Regions from separate parts of the Triticum aestivum genome. Here region 1 is linked to region 2. Evidence: chromatin contacts called from public Hi-C data. All regions are on one chromosome and are shown on one strand. The core of a region is the stretch at or near the end of the contact, and the rest is flanking DNA. Distances in the headings are between cores, read along the strand shown.

Region 1 (3,416 bases), core at 75-2,574, 170 kb after region 2:
AAATTTGGCGAGGGTACACTCTTAAAGAAACAAAAAAACTACATTACTTGAACATTGCCGTGTTATACGCAAAGTTGTAGTCCTTACTATGTTCCAACAATCCTTTCTGTGACGGTCGAGTGCTGACTGTCGCCGATGCTGCTGAACAGCTTGGCGATTCCGAAATCGGATATCTTCGCCACCATGTCCCCGTCAAGGAGAACGTTTGCCGCCTTGAGGTCTCGGTGGATCATCGTGTGCCTCGAGTCCTGGTGAAGGTAGAGCAGCCCTCTAGCAACGCCTAGGATGATGTCCATCCTTTTCTTCCAACTCAAGCTGGTGCGCCTCCTTGGATCTGTTGGCGAATCCACAGAATTGAGTTTAGAAATGGTCACAACTGTTTTGCCGCAGTTAGGGTGAGTGACATGTACTAACCAAAAATGAAGGTGTCCAAGCTCTTATTGCTCATGTACTCGTAGACCAGTATCCTCTCAGAGCAGTGGATGCAGCAGCCGAGCAGGCGTACGAGGTTGCGGTGTTGCAGCTTGGCGATCAGGTCCACCTCGTTCTTGAACTCTTTCAGTCCTTGCACCCTGTTCTCCGCCGACAGCTTCTTCACCGCAACTTCTTGACCGTCTGGCATTTCACCCTGGTAAATTCAACTGGTAAGATTTTGGTCCTGACTAACTGATCATTACGAAATTTCTGTCATGATTGGTACGAGGAACACTAGTACTGCTACTATCCAGCTGTTGTTTATACGACCATAGGAAAATTCAGTCCTGATTTACATGGACTCTATGTAGTATTGCAATGTGTAAACTATCACCTTGTAAACGATGCCGAAGCCACCACGGCCGATCTCGTTTTTGGGGCAGAACCCACCGGTGGCGGCTCTAATGACTTCGAGATGGTACGTCGGGCATTCGCCTCTCAAGATGTCTTCAAACATGGTGGCTGCAAAACGGACAAGGCACATGAGCAATAGGATAGGACAGCAAGCAAAGTAGCAGTTTCAGATTCAGATTATCCTCTGAAAACACAGCGGGCTCTGACCTTCCTGGCCGCGCCGGATCCTTCTCCAGATCAGGAGGCCGATCGATAGCGCAAGCAATGCAACCCCTGTTGTCACCGCGGCGATGACCACCGCGAACTTCTTGGTCTTGGATGTCTCTGAAGAATGTCAGTGTCGAGCTGAGTTAATGCACGAAAATTGCACTCCTCAAATGAGTGTGTTAGCAAAGGTGCATCGATCATAAATGTTTGAGCTTGACATGTTTGTCCTGCTAGGCGATTTGACAAGGTCCTTGCATACAATACTATAGTTTGGTGCTACCTACTCCCTATGTAAACTAACATAAGATCATTTGGATCACCTTCGGAGTACTAGTGATTGGAAATATCATTCTCTGCATGGATTGAATTCAGCCGGGAGGTTCCCACATGAATTAATTTATGCCTCATGGGTGGTTGAAGTCAAGCTAAGGAACATGGTTTTTTTTTGTTTTTTTTTTCAAGAATACGACAAAGACGTACCATATTTTTATAGAAGGGAAAAAATATTTACAAGACGTGCGCCACGAATGCGAACAAACGTGTAGCACAGGTACAAACCAACACCCACACTTAACTAGAATCCTAGGCTAACTTCTCACGAATCGTTGGAGACCTCCTACACCCAGCCCGGCAGCCTTCCACTCGGCCACCTCATCTAGCAAGATCACGAACAGTTATTTTTTTTGTTTCATACGTACATGCAACTGGCTGATTTGAATAAGAAGAGAGAATTGCATATGTACTTACCTAGGTCAGACAATGCCAGCCTGACGAAGAGATCCTGCCCGCCGTCGACGAACCGCGTGTCCATCAGCTCGCCGAACCACTGTATGCACCCGGTGCCGGCCCCGCCTCCACGGATGTCCGACGCGGCGTACGCCGTGCAATTGCAGTTGGACAGGCACCTCCGGCCGCACTCCTCGAGCGAGGCGCCGGCGTCCACGCTGCTGCCGTGCGTCTCCGGCAGTTTCACGCCGCGCACAGCGTAGAACCCGTCGCTGTCGTCGCCGCCGCACCGTAACGGCGTTCTTCGGGCGCACCCGCCGGACGCGTCCCGCATGCGCCACTCCGCCGGCGACCTCTGCCGGAACCCGTGGACGCAGCCGCACACGATGGCGTCCGCCACGTTGCACACGCCGAACGCGCCGCACAGGCCGTAGCTGTCGCACTGGTCCCTCGGCCCAGACCAGAAGGTGTTCCACGCGCCCGTGGCGCGGTCCCAGACCATGCGCTGCATCACGCCGGACTCGTTCAGGACCACGCGGGACGGCGGCGAGCCGACGCGGTCGCGGTACCCGTAGGAGACCTCGTCGGCGGTGTCGGTGAACCGGAACTCGAACATGTCCTCGAAGGTGGTCATCTCCGGTATGCCGCTGAACCGCACGCCGTTCCAGGGCCCCGTCCGGTACGTCTTGCGCCCCTCCCTCCAGATGTGCAGCTCCGGCGAGCCGCTCGCGTCCATCTCGTAGCGGAAGTCGCCGGCGGACGGGTCGTCAGCGTCGCGCCACGACGAGAGGGACCACACGGCGCCGGTCCGGAGGTCCCTCCCGGTCCGCATCTCGGAGATGAACGTGTTGGTGGGGTGCTCGAAGCTCTGCCACACCACGGCGCCGGCCTCGCTCGCGAGCACGAGGTTGCCGTTGTCGTGGAGCTGCGCGACCGCAGCCGGCGCCGCGGCCGAGGAGTTGGACGACCAGACGGTCTCGTTGTCCCTCGCGGTGTCGAGGAGCACGAGGTCTCCTCCGCCGCTGAGCGTGAGTATGCCGGAGGACAGGGCGTCGAGCGGGCGGTCGCGGTTGGCGACCCAGACGACGGCGGGCGGGGAGACGGTGAACCATATGCCGAGGAACCACTTGGTGCCGTCGGCGACGGGGAAGAGGCCGAGCTGGAAGACGCCGCCGGGCGAGGCCAGCCTCCGTTCGCCGCCGATGGCCCCTTGCCGTGTCAACGAGCTGTTGGCGACGACGGCCGAGGCTGTGAGAAGCAGCACGGACAGCAATGGGAGGACGAGTCGGCGGTGGCTCTGGTTCATGATGATCTTGCGCCGGCTCAATATGGAAGTACGGGGAATGTTACCGTGAAGTCGGTGGATTTCTTCCCAAGTTCTATATACCGATGGCTGGTAGATGTACCGCACGCATGTCACGGAATGTTGTGGCGGACCGGTGGTAAACGAGTAAATTGCATGGAACCATCGTTTTAAAGTCTAGGTTAGCAAAAAAACACTAAGCTATATTTTTCTAGCAGAAAACATACGTTTTGTTGTAATCATTTTGCAAAAACTATTGATCGACGGATCTGGTTCTGTCAAGTGAGTTTATGACAGGTGTGCCCCGCCAGTCAGGCTGAGTGGCACCAATCTCTCACACCGTTACATCAAA
Region 2 (3,871 bases), core at 933-3,432:
AAACCAAGAAAAAACAAAGAAAACTTATGAGAACCAACAAAGAAACCCAAAAAAATAGGGAATAAAAGAAGAAAAAACCTATAAAAATGGAGAAAGAAAGAAAAGAAAACCGAAAGGCAAATGAAGGAAAAAGAAGGAAAAGAAAAACCAATAATAACCAGGAATATAATGAAGAAAACCGTTGACATAAATAAGAAAATAAATAAATGAAGAAGCTTGTGAAGAAACAAAAAACCGAAAGGAATAACACAAAAACAAGAAGGAAAAAATAGAGCAAAATGCAACGAACGCTACAACGAGCGAGCGAGCGCTACCAAACGGGTCTTGGACCCCGTGTTGTGTGCTCATGGTGCTTCTTCTTTAAAAATAAACCGTCAAAAGCTAATTCTGCCAGATTTTATCTTTTTTAAACGGAAATGTTCTGGTGACCGTTCGCCAAGGGGCTAACCGCAATGAACATTCTCCCTATCATTGCACGAGTCTCGGCGTAGAGCCGACGCCACGTATGATTGCTCGAGTGCTTTGCTGTCCAGCTGCTTCGGGCGAACGCCTGTTTTTTTTTTGAAAAACTCAGGAAGCGAGGTGCTCGAACCCGCGACCTGCCCTGCGCCACTGGGCTAAGAGGGCCTTTTATGAATATTTTGTGTTTAAAATGCCACATGTATTATTCAATCCTGAAAATCTTGAATTTTTTTCTTCTCGCATGACACTTTTATTTCTAATAGCATGACATTTTTTTAAAGAGGATGGCATTTTCGTTATTGAGAGATGGCATTTTTTATTTTTAATGACATGGCAGTTTCACTACTAAGAGCATGGCATTTTCTTTAACAATATGATGGATTTTTTTTTAATATTGAGAGATGACATTTTTATTTTTAGTGGCATGGCATTTTTATTACTAAGCACATGGCATTATTATTACAATAGGATGTGATTTTATCAATAATAGGATGGCATTTTATTTATTGAGAGGATGAAAAGAAAATGTTTGAGAGGATGGCATTTTTAAAATTTTTAATGGCATGACAGTTTTATTTTTTGGGGCGTATCTAGATAAAAAGTATTATATGGAGGATGGTAGTTTTATAAAGTAGCACGTCATTTTTTTCAAAGCATGACATTTTCTCAACTTATAAGTTTGTGCTATTTTTCATGGCATTTTCATCCCGAGGATGTCATTTTTTTATCTATACTAGAGGAGGCAGTTTTTAAGTTTAGCATGGCAAAAGGAAAATCTTGATCATTCAATTTTTTTTTAAGTTATAACATGGCAATTTAAAAATAACTTTAACTGGGCGTTTTGGGTCTGGGGTCGCGCTGGGCTCGCCTGCTGGCGAACGAGCGAAAACGGTCGCCGGGAGCTGCTCCTGGCGAACGATTCCTTCGTTGGTTCTCTCAAAAAGAAAAGATTCCTTCGATGGTGGTAGCTCCCCGGCCATCGAACGCTAGACATAAGGGTTCGTTTGAAAGAGAAAAAACTCGCAGGATTACCCTTTTTTTGGATAAAGGGCACTTTATTGAATCATAATGAAGCATACAATCATAATGAAGAAACGCTCGACCTCTGAATAGTTAAGATACATATAGCCAATATAAAAAAATAAAACTCACATCAGCAAAAAAAGCAAAGTTATAAAAGACGGAAGCTATGCCTTGGCAGAGAAGCAAGAAAAAAAATCCTGAAGCGATCAAACACCGATAGACGATATACAACAACGAGCATGGACACCAACTATCACTTGACAACATAACGATCACGAAAAGATTCTTCAAAAGCAACGTCTTCAAAGAAAGAACGACACACAAGCGCCACAATCGTCAGATCCAACCTTCAAAAGCCAGATCATGAGTTTTCACCCTCAAGTTCATGTCCAAGCAAACTTGAAACAATACCATCAATATGGTAACAACGCAAAATCTTCGCCGTTGCAAGGTATAACCAAGTAGGACCAAACCTGGGGTTTCACCCCGGAGCTCAAGACAACGTACTCTAGAAGCACCACTTGCCTCCATCCCAGCAGCAGCCCATCGTCGCACACACGATGAAATCTTTGATGAGGGAGGAATTTCCGAAGCACCGCCCGAGATATTTCAGCGCATCCCTTGTCACAGGCCATGCGTTTTTTTTTTGTTGAGAATTGTCACCGGCCATACTTTTTTTTTGAACTTACTGACAAGGTTTGATGTCGACTGGAAATTAACCTTAACCATGGTATTTAATTGCGTATTGTGCAATGCCGCGCAATCCGTCGCCATCTTACCCATTGGTGTGTACGTTGTTGTGTGTCCATTTTCCATTGCCGGGCGGCGAGAAAATAAAATAAAACAGTCGCACCATAAAAGAGGAAAATAGCGACGGGATGGACCGTGGACGTTCAACGGTCTTGGCGCGCGTAGCAGTAAAAGTAGCGACTGGATTCCCAGATCGCAAGTTCCATGAGCAGGGAGCAACCATGGAGATCTCGCATCTCGCGTACGTGCTCCTCTTCCTCTTCGCCGCCGTCGTACTTTATGTCCAGCGCCGCCGAGCTTCTCCGTCGAGAACGGCCAACTGTCCTCACCCGAACCCCGTCCTGGGCAACACCGTGGAGTTCATCCGCAACCGCGGGAGGTTCTTCGACTGGTACGCCGACATGCTGCGCGCGTCGCCGTCCAGCACCATCGAGGCGTGGGGGGCCCTGGGCGCCAGCCACGCCGTGACCACCGCCGACCCGGCCGCCGTCGACCACCTGCTGCGCGCCAGCTTCGCCAACTACAACCGCGGCGCGCAATTCCGCGCCGCGCAGTCCGACCTCATCGGCGACGGCCTCTTCGGCGCCGACGGCCGCCTCTGGATCCTCCAGCGCAAGCTGGCGTCGTACGCTTTCTCCTCCCGCTCGCTACGGCGTTTCACCGAGGACGTCCTCGCCGTACAACTCGGCCGTCGCTTCCTGCCGCTCCTCGATGCCGCCGCGGGGTCCGGTGAGGCCGTCGACCTGCAGGAGGCGCTGCGTCGGTTCGCGTTTGACAACATCTGCTACGTCGCCTTCGGCGTCGAGAGCTCCACGCTCCTCGAGTGGGGTGACCCCCGGCACCAGGCGCTCTTCGCGGCGTTCGATACGGCCGTCGAGATCTCCTTCATGAGGACGTTGACGGCGCCCACACCGGTGCGGAAGCTCACGAAGCTTCTCAACATCGGCAAGTCGCGCCGGCTCCGAGAAGCCGTCAGCGTCATAGACGACCACGCCATGTCCATCATCGAAGCCAAGGAGGTGAGCCAGAGAAACGGCCGCGATGAGGGCGATCCGGACCTGCTCTCCCGGTTCATGGCGGCCATGGACGAGGAGGACGGCGGCGGTGAACTCGCCGCCATGTTCCCCACGCCGGAGGCCAAACGCCGATTCCTGCGGGACGTGGTCGTCAGCTTCGTTCTCGCCGGCAAGGACACGACGACCTCGGCCCTGACGTGGTTCTTCTGGCTCCTCGCCGCGAACCCGCGGTGCGAGCGGCGCGTCCACGACGAGGTTTCGCGGTCGCCGGACGGCAACGTGAAAGGCATGCACTACCTGCACGCCGCGATCACCGAGGCGATGCGCCTGTACCCGCCGGTTCCCTTCAACGGGCGGGTAGCCGTCGCGGACGACGTCCTCCCGGACGGCACGGCGGTGCGCGCCGGCTGGTTCGCCAACTACTCGGCGTACGCGATGGGGCGGATGGAGAAGCTGTGGGGCGAGAACTTCCTGGAGTTCGCGCCGGAGCGCTGGCTCGGTGACAGCGGCGAGTTCGCGCCAGTGGACGCGGCGCGGTATCCGGTGTTCCACGCCGGGCCGCGTGCGTGCCTCGGGAAGGAGATGGCCTACATGCAGATGAAGACGGTCGCGTCAGCCGT

Evidence for each region. A called contact is a pair of places that touch in the nucleus more often than the background predicts.
Region 1: a contact with region 2 is called in a Hi-C map of leaf, with 3 times the contacts expected there. The contact joins the enhancer-like site here to the promoter of LOC123181843 in region 2. A contact is called at or near these places in 3 of 5 Hi-C or Micro-C datasets (all in leaf).

What each region holds. Positions count from the first base shown.
Region 1 is chr1D:331,956,502-331,959,917 of IWGSC CS RefSeq v2.1, forward strand. It overlaps the pseudogene LOC123169504. Among protein-coding and RNA genes, the nearest start is that of LOC123181844, 58 kb to the right of the region's middle. Within about 2 kb of position 1,325, at least 1 of the 8 cell types and tissues checked has an H3K27ac peak or open chromatin away from gene starts, as enhancers often do. A contact at or near this core is called in leaf, where this site is marked.
Region 2 is chr1D:331,788,453-331,792,323 of IWGSC CS RefSeq v2.1, forward strand. It overlaps LOC123181843 (cytochrome P450 94A2), which reads left to right and starts at 2,183. Exons shown (of 1, transcript XM_044594240.1): 1 at 2,183-3,871. The coding sequence starts at 2,364.